2 separate regions of the Salmo salar genome follow, and region 1 is linked to region 2. A link is a contact called in public Hi-C data. All regions are on one chromosome and are shown on one strand. The core of a region is the stretch at or near the end of the contact, and the rest is flanking DNA. Distances in the headings are between cores, read along the strand shown. Region 1 holds the start of LOC106586706 (trafficking from ER to golgi regulator). Region 2 holds the start of LOC106586707 (SUMO specific peptidase 7).

The links. Hi-C and Micro-C count contacts between places; a contact is called where the count stands out from the background.
Region 1: a contact with region 2 is called in a Hi-C map of muscle, with 15 times the contacts expected there. The contact joins the promoter of LOC106586706 here to the promoter of LOC106586707 in region 2. A contact is called at or near these places in 2 of 3 Hi-C or Micro-C datasets (gill and muscle).

What each region holds. Positions count from the first base shown.
Region 1 is chrssa25:37,134,497-37,139,012 of Ssal_v3.1, forward strand. It overlaps LOC106586706 (trafficking from ER to golgi regulator), which reads right to left and starts at 2,463. Exons shown (of 8, transcript XM_014174256.2): 1 at 2,294-2,463; 2 at 1-191. The coding sequence starts at 168. It overlaps jagn1a (jagunal homolog 1a), which reads right to left. Exons shown (of 3, transcript XM_014174252.2): 3 at 3,278-4,516. The coding sequence ends at 4,362.
Region 2 is chrssa25:36,889,286-36,893,391 of Ssal_v3.1, forward strand. LOC106586707 (SUMO specific peptidase 7) reads left to right here and starts at 1,435. Exons shown (of 23, transcript XM_045707491.1): 1 at 1,435-1,718; 2 at 3,384-3,545; 3 at 3,668-3,739; 4 at 3,975-4,090. The coding sequence starts at 3,483.

The DNA of each region.
Region 1 (4,516 bases), core at 1,213-3,712, 250 kb after region 2:
GATGGTGACCTCGTCGTTGCTCTGCAGCTTGCCCCTGAAGACACGCTGCATCATCAGCACCAGCTCGTCATAGGTGATGTCCTCATTGTGGATGGGGATGCGTCTGATGTCATCGCCCAGCTGGGCCTTGATGATCAACTTGCCGCTCAGGTCCAGCTGTCCGTTCATGGTACAGTCTACTGCTCCCACCGCTGGAGGGGACATCACAACAGGAAGGAGATGGAACATACATTACACAGGAATCATGGATGTTTGATTATGGTGCCAACCTGTTGCCATATCACCATTAAAGGGGCAATCTGCAGTTGCTACATACATTTTTGACATAAATTAAAGCTGGAAACATTCATCGTGAAACTGCAATGACCGTTTGCAATATTACAACAAAGAATTTAGTGCAAACAGCACACATTTCGCTCCCCCTCCCCATGTCCTATAGATCAAGGGTTCCCAAACTTTTTCCCTCTGGGGCCCCAACCAGCATTGGGGAACATCCCACACCACATCTATTTCTATAGGAACAAGCTCTGTTCATGACACAAATTGTTCACACTCCTCTTGTTGGTGGAGAGAATTGCACAGGTTTAAAGCTCATTTCCTGCAATTCTACACATTTTGTCATGCGATGCAAAGAAAATCATGCAATTTTAAAGAAAATGTTCATGCAATTCTATACATTTTGCCATGTCTAATGTGTCTTCATGTGATATTTGAGTGACTTAAATTACAACAATAACTATGGGCTAAAAAAACTAAATAAAAAGTGTTAGCTAATGTGCTAGTTGATCAAGACAAGTTACAAATAGCTCTCTAAGCTATGCAATGACTAACATGACAAGAGGAACTGATGATGCACTACCAATTTCACCTCGTGCATTCTACATTACAACTTTGAAGAGGAAGTTTAAAGCCGGACTGAGTCCCCCCCCCACCCCAGTATGGGAACCACTGCTATAGATGATTTGTGAGCCACAAACAGCCATTGAAAAACAGATCAGCACCATCAGTTAAAACATCCTTCAGATACAGACAAAGTGTTTGGACCATGGAAAAATGGTAGAATCATTCATCTAGCAACCCAATTGGATTCACTCATCTTTACCTTTGCATGATATAGAATGCGCTACAGCTGGTCAGTGGTCACTGCCCTCTAGAAACCACTATACTATATAGTACACAGTTCTGCTTCAAAAGTTTTAAAAATGCCAGGCTGGCAGGCCGGTTCTTATGCATCTCCACAAAGAAACGTGGGCCTATATAGGCCAAGTACTGTAACCTGAATTGAAAGAGTGAGTTTGTAGAATGTGTTGAGTGGATCATGATTCATGACACACAACTGGTTAATATCATCAGAATAATATAAGCACTAGCTGAACTGATGAGTTTATGATGAACAATCTCTTCCCTATCCAGTCCACACCCAGATAGGCCTTTTATCAACAAACAGTTACAATACATAGATTCAATCACGTCAAATGCAACTACTTTAGTTGATTTTGATTTTAACTTGTTGGTCTGGCCTTTGGCTAGCAAACAAGCTAGCTAAATTAGCTACCAACAAAAGGTGTCTGTCTAGATAACTTGATATATTATGCGAACTATGACACCCATCTCATTTTAACACAAGGCTTGGCTTGTACAGAAGTCATTCAATTAACTTGCTGACTAACGAAAGGGCGAGGTTCGGATTGCAGCTTGTTATCTTATTTGCAGTGATTCACGACATGATAGCTAACGTTAGCTACCTAACGTGGTAATTTGACAGCTCGTTAGTTTGCTGTTATGCCAATAACTAACTCTGGCTCAAAATCTGTTGCACTGGCTATATTGTTAGCTAACATAACTAGATAATCGTATTGTCACTAAAGGTGTCAAAACGAACGTAACTCGCTAACTAGCTAGTAAGAAAGCCAAGTTGGATCATACATAGCCAATTAATTTTCCTGTAACTGACAGGATGTAGAACCATGCCAAATACAGACCAACTCAAACCTCTCATTTATGGTTAGAATGTTGACTTCCTGCAAAATAATTCACAGTTTAGCGTTTTAACCGGTATCAGAGAATGAATGTTCGACTTCATTTAATACAAACAAAAAAAACAATATCATTGCACCAATAACATTATGTATACAACTTAAGAGAGGTCTTAGAGAAAATAAAACAAATGTGGCTTTAAAAACAAACCCGATGCTAGCATCAATCGTTAGGTAGAAATGCTAACTGTGATTGAGAATGTGATTCAGGTTGTCAATATTAGCAATATCGAAACAGACAGCTATATGTATCCCACCTGTAACTGGACGACTTAAACCCGCTGTTGTGTCGGTATTTCTCTCAGGACCTTGGCAGCCAAAATGTTTAACCAGGGCTGGCAAACACAGAATCCTAGCCTCACATGAGGAAGTCTGGCCGCTTGTCGACGTAAACCTGTACGTGGCATACAGCGGAGCGCGCAGTCGTAGTGACTCAACTATTTAACGTATTTTTTCTGCATAGGAACAGTGGTGGAAAAAGTACCCAAAGCTCATACTTGAGTAAAAGTAATCATACCTTAATAGAAAATGGCTCAAGTGAAAGTTACCCAGTAAAATACTACTTCAGTAAAAGGCTAAAAGTATTTGGTTTGAATTACACTTAAGTATCAAAAGTAAATGTAATTGCTAAAATAAACTTAAGTATCAAAAGTAAAAGTACAAGTGTAAATCATTTCAAATTCCTTATATTAAGCAAACCAGACAGCATCATTGTCTTATTTTAATTTACGGATAGCCAGGGGCACGCTCCAACACTCAGACATCATTTACAAACAAAGCATGTGTTTAGTGAGTCCATCAGATCAGAGGCAGTAGGGATGACCTGGGATGTTCTCTTAATAAGTGTGTGAATTTGCTCATTTTCCTGTCCAGCTAAGCATATAAATGTAAAGAGTACTTTTGGGTGTCAAGGAAAATGTATGGTGTAAAAAGTAAATACTTTTATTTAGGAATGTAGTGAAGTAAAACTACTTAAGTAGTACTTTCAAGTATTTTTACTAAAGTACTTTACACCACTGCATAGGTGCAGGTTGAGAAATGTTGTTTTATATTAAATATGTGACTCTGTGTGATGTGGTTTCCTCTATACCTTTTACAGGACGTGTTTTGCTTAATTTCAAAGGTTACTGTGACACATAAGTGATTATGTGGTGAAAGCAACTGTGATGAAACTACTCATCTAGCACATCACAAGGTCTGTAACAATCAAGACAAATAAAGACACAATCAAGACAAAAGGATTTAATTTCCCTTTTTATTGGTGGTAAAAACATAATCATATAAAGTGAGGGAGCAATGGGTCAAGCATACAGGACATTTAAGAGGTATATGAATGATGAGCTCCAGGGTTGGGGTCAATTCCATTTCAAATCCAGTCAATTCAGGAAGTACACTGAAATTCCAATTCTCTTCAATGCTTATCAATGATAATTTGGAATTTATATTTGGTTTACTTTCTGAATTGACTGGTATTGACCACAACCCTGTGGAGCACTACAGTTTGGGCACATTACAGGGGCAAATCAAGACCACTTGATAGCTGTCAAGACACAGAGTAACCTGTCAGGCCAACTTAGCGCAATGATGCATACATTTTTTTGCCTTTGAAACACAGCATCCCATGTCTCTCAGTCTCAAGCTTTGTACAGTACTTGTGCGCATGCCTTACAGGGCTTTCAATATTGACAGACTAGTCACCGGATGTCAATTTACTGAAACCGTGACAACAAACTAGTCCAGCCCTGATTCCTCCACTGTTATGACAAAGAGTCAGTAGAGAGATCCTCCGTCATGCTGCAGTCTCACACAAGGGCTTGGTTCATAATTCTAAATGCTTCACAACAGCTGTAAATATTGCAGTCTCAGAAGGAGCTGCAGTCTCTATCGTTTATTCTCTGAGGCCTGATAAACAAAGTAGAGAATTGCTTTTATTTTCATTGAACTAGGCAAGTCAGTTAAGAACAAATTCTTATTTACAATGACGGCCTACCCCAGCCAAACGCTAACGACGCTGGGTCGGTAGTGACGCCTCTAGCACTGAGATGCAGTGCCTTAGACCGCTGTGCCACTAATTGTTTGTGTATGTGAGAGAAAATGTATACACCTGAGTGTCTTTAAAATGGAGAGAGAGAGCATGCGTGTTTTGGCAAGAAAATGTGTGTTGAATAGGCCACCTGGAAAGATATAATAGCCAGTGATTACATGAGGTAATAAATAAATAAATAAATAAATAAATAACAGAAAATACTAATATATGCATCCTAAAGACAGAGAGAAAAACAAAAACAGTTTTCCCCTAGCCTCAAAACCCACAAAACATCCTCGTCACTTCTTCTTCTTCTCCTGTGTGGAATCGAACCAGGCGTCCAGCAGCTTCTTGCTGTAGTAGATCTGCCAGGCGTGCACCTGCACCGCCACCACCATCACCAGGTACATGACGGTGACCGCCGCCCAGCCGAAGATGAAGCGGTAAGCCTTGC
Region 2 (4,106 bases), core at 185-2,684:
TGTGAGCGCATATTTGTGTGATAAAATCCATACCTTTGGCCAATTTACAACATATTGCAAGTTCCACCAACATTTTTGCTATTGGAACATCACTGTCATAAAAAGCTTCTCTTTGAATGAATTATATATATTTTTGTTTATCATTAACTGGGACACTGTTAATTGCTATGGTTGACGGTGATGGATCTGTATTGAACACAGTTTGTTTCAAAAGTGTTAGAACACCACCTGGTATTGCTTAAGACACCATGTCATATTCCTTTGGTGAGACAGGGAGTTCATACATTCTTAAAAACTCACTGTATGTATATAGGTGTCCATCTGAGTTCAGCAGCTGGCCCACAAGTAAAATGTTCTTTCTAAACCAATGTTCTAAAAACAGCGACTTGTTTTTATATTTTATGATAAGATTATTCAATATAACATACTTATGAGGGGGGAAATTATGTTTGTATAGAAGGAACCAACAATGAAGCATTTGTTTGTGGAAATCAGCCAGTTTAACAGGACGTTGTTCACCTGCTGGACATTGCAAAAGGAAACTTAAGCCACCAAATTCATTGAAATTAAGATTTGGTACTGTAAACCAAAAGCTGTTTGGGTCCTTAAAGTATCACTTTATCCATGAAATCTTTAAGACTTAATTAAAACACATTAGGACTGCCCACACCTTTTTTAAGAACATTTTTTTTCTTCTTCACATTGTGAGGTTTATTTTTCCATATAAAGTTAAACAGTGTCTTATCTAATTGGGAATGAATAGATTTGGGACTGTCAAGACAAGAGAACACATAAGAGGTTCTAGACATCTCTTCAGCCTTAGTCAGCAAAACTCTTCCTTGAATGGACAAATCTCGGCCTAACCATGAGTTGAATTATATATATATATATTTTTTATAGCTCAGACAACTGAGGAAAGATTAAGGTTCTTCCCTCTCAGCTACCCATACTTGATTAATTTCCAAATAGGCTTTCTCCAACGACCCATGGCGGAGTTTAAGCACAGATAGAACAATTAGACAGATATTTGGTTGGCGTTTCCACTTACTACCAAATATGGTGGTGAGAGCACAGCGGCCGGCAGTGGGGCAAGATGGATTTTGGCCGACATTCTGCTAATTTTGTAATCGATGAATCATTTAATCTCAATACAGTTTTCTGTTTCCAAAACTAGAATATGTTACGAACAGAGTGGACTACGTTTTGTAGACTTTACCCTTTGCCATTTTCTTTTAAAGATTGCGTTGTTTGGAAGGACTGCAAGGGCAAATTGATTTATTGCACATGCGTACTTCACAGAATAGGCGTTCCCTAATGGAAATATGCAAATATATGCTGAACGCACCAATAGGCTCACGCTAGGTCGTGCTTGGCTCTGCCTACTCTGATAAATTTTCTCCCATTGGAAATGACAGGCTGTGGTCTATCTTGGGTTAGTTATAAAAATCTTTGGTTTAAGTGCCTGCAAAAATATGGCATTATTATTCCTCTCTCTAGATCGTCCACTTCCGGAAACACCAGGATGTTCTTCTGTCCAGGAAAAGCGTGAAAACATCTACAACCTGTGCGAACAACGCAACGTGTAACTATTTATGAATTTATAGGCGTTACAGTTAATCAGCGAGATGATTTGGAGTGTACGGTAGCTGTTTACATTTCCCTTATCCTCGCTCTTTGGTCACGTTTGTGTATGTTGCACTAACTCGCTGTATTATTGAGTAAGTATGAGAATCGGGAACAAAAGTTGATGTCTGCTACTGAGCTAGCTAAATTAGCTAGTTTGCTGGCTAAATTTCAGGCAGGCAGGTTTTTGCCAGGTTTTATTAGCTAGCGTGTCTGTGCATAGCTGGATAATATTGTAGAATGTCAAAGGGCAACACGAAGATAACCATTACATGAGCAGTATTTAACTTCAGTGAAATGCAAGTGCAAATTCTAGCGACCTGAGGGCTAGCTAGAAATTGCTAGTAGCATAGCATGCAAATTCAGAAAATAAATGTGCACCAGTACCACGCGTGACAAGATGCTGCTATTCATGTGCTGCTATTACAAGCTTATAAACAATGTTTTTTTTTTTCCTGGCAAAAGCATTATGTTCAAAGTACAGAATAAAATAATAGCTCTTGCATGTTCCTAGTGATGCTACAGTCACCAATGTACACTATATTTACAAAAGTATGTGGACACCCCTTCAAATGAGTGGATTCGGCGATTTCAGCCACACCGGTTGCTGACAGGTGTATAAAATCGAGCATGCAGCCATGGAATCTCCATAGCCAAACATTGGCAATAGAATGGCCTTTCAACATGACACGTCATAGGATGCCACCTTTCCAACAAGTCAGTTTGTCAAATTTCTGCCCTGCTAAAGCTGCCTCGGTCAACTGTAAGTTCTCCTAGGTTGCAACACTCACTACCGAGTTCCAAACTGCCTCTGGAAGCAAAGTCAGCACAATAACTGTTAGTCGGGAGCTTCATGAAATGGGTTTCCATTGCCGAACAGCCGCACACAAGCAGAATGCCAAGCATGCGCAATGCCAAGCATGCGCAATGCCAAGCATGCGCAATGCCAAGCATGCGCAATGCCAAGCATGCGCAATGCCAAGCATGCGCAATGCCAAGCATCTGCTGAAGTGGTGTAAAGCTTGCAGCCATTGGACTCTGTAGCAGTGGAAACGCGCTCTTTTGAGTGCTGAAGCACGCTTCGCCATTTGGCAGTCCGACAGACAAATCTGGGTTTGGCGGATACCAGGAGAACGCTACCTGTCCCAATGCATAATGCCAGTTTTGTGGAGGAGGAATAATGGTCTGTGGCTGTTTTTTATGGTTCGGGCTAGGCCCCTTAGTTCCATTGAAGGGAAATCTTAACGCTACAGCATACAATGACATTCTAGACGATTCTGTGCAACAGTTTGGAGAAGGCCCTTTCCTATTTCAGCAGGACAGTGTCCCCGTGCACAAAGCGAGGTCCATACAGAAATGGTTTGGCGAGAATGGTGTGGAAGAACTTGACTGGCCTGCACAGAGCCTGATCTCAACCCCATTGAACACCTTTGGGATGAATTGGAACACCGACTGCGAGCCAGGCCTAATCGCCCAACATCAGTGCCCGACCTCACCAATGCTCTTATGGCTGAAAGGAAGAAAGTCCCCACAGCGTTGTTCCAACATCTATTTGAAGGTCTTCCCAGAAGAGTGGAGGCTATTATAGCAGCAATGGGGGGGATCAACTCTATATTAATGCTAATGATTTTGGAATAAGATGTTCGGCTTGCAGGTGTCCACATACTTTTGATCATTTAGTGTATGTGGGATTGTGCGCTTGTAAACTGACAGGTATGAAAGTGAATGTATACTGTACATATCATGTGTGTCTGCTGCAGAGCTTGTTTGCTGCGTCACAATCGCTGCCTGGATTGGTGACAGGAGGCCCTGGAGAAGGAGTGGCCTGAGGTCAAGCCCTAAAGCCCCAGAGCCTGGTCATGATGGACCATAAGAGAGCTCTAACCATTTCACTGGCCGTTGACAAGGTGGATAACTCTCAAGTATGTCTGGCCTGCCTGGCTATATTAGTCCATTGTGATTCCTAGTCTTTTTCTCAGCCACTATGCAATTACTATAATCAACAACAGTGAGAATTTTAACAGTACCACCTTCTGCTTTTAAGATGGGAAGTCCACTAAAAATTCCCAAGACCCTTCTTTCTTCAGAGTTGAGATGTGGGAATGAAGAGTCACAGGTAAATGTTATTCTCTACAGGTCACCTTTCTCTTTCTCCTCTTGAATGTGCAACCAGTAACTTTTCTTGCCCCCTGTGGCCTCCCTACGAAGTGTACAACACACGCATACACCCAAATATTAAAATGATAGAAAAGTAAAGAAATGACAGATTGCGCCTTTAACCTTGTTCCCTGAGGTTTGTTATTGTGATCTGGGTAGTGGGTCAGTAACTCTACCTCCATTTCTCCCAACAGATTCACTGGACCCAGATCGCTGGAAACAGAATCAAACTCCAAAAGTCTTGTCAGCAGAATGGATCCATCTCTATGGATCACGGCCAAGCGGCATTAGGCCAAGCGGCAATGGACTGGTGAGGAGCAGTATTT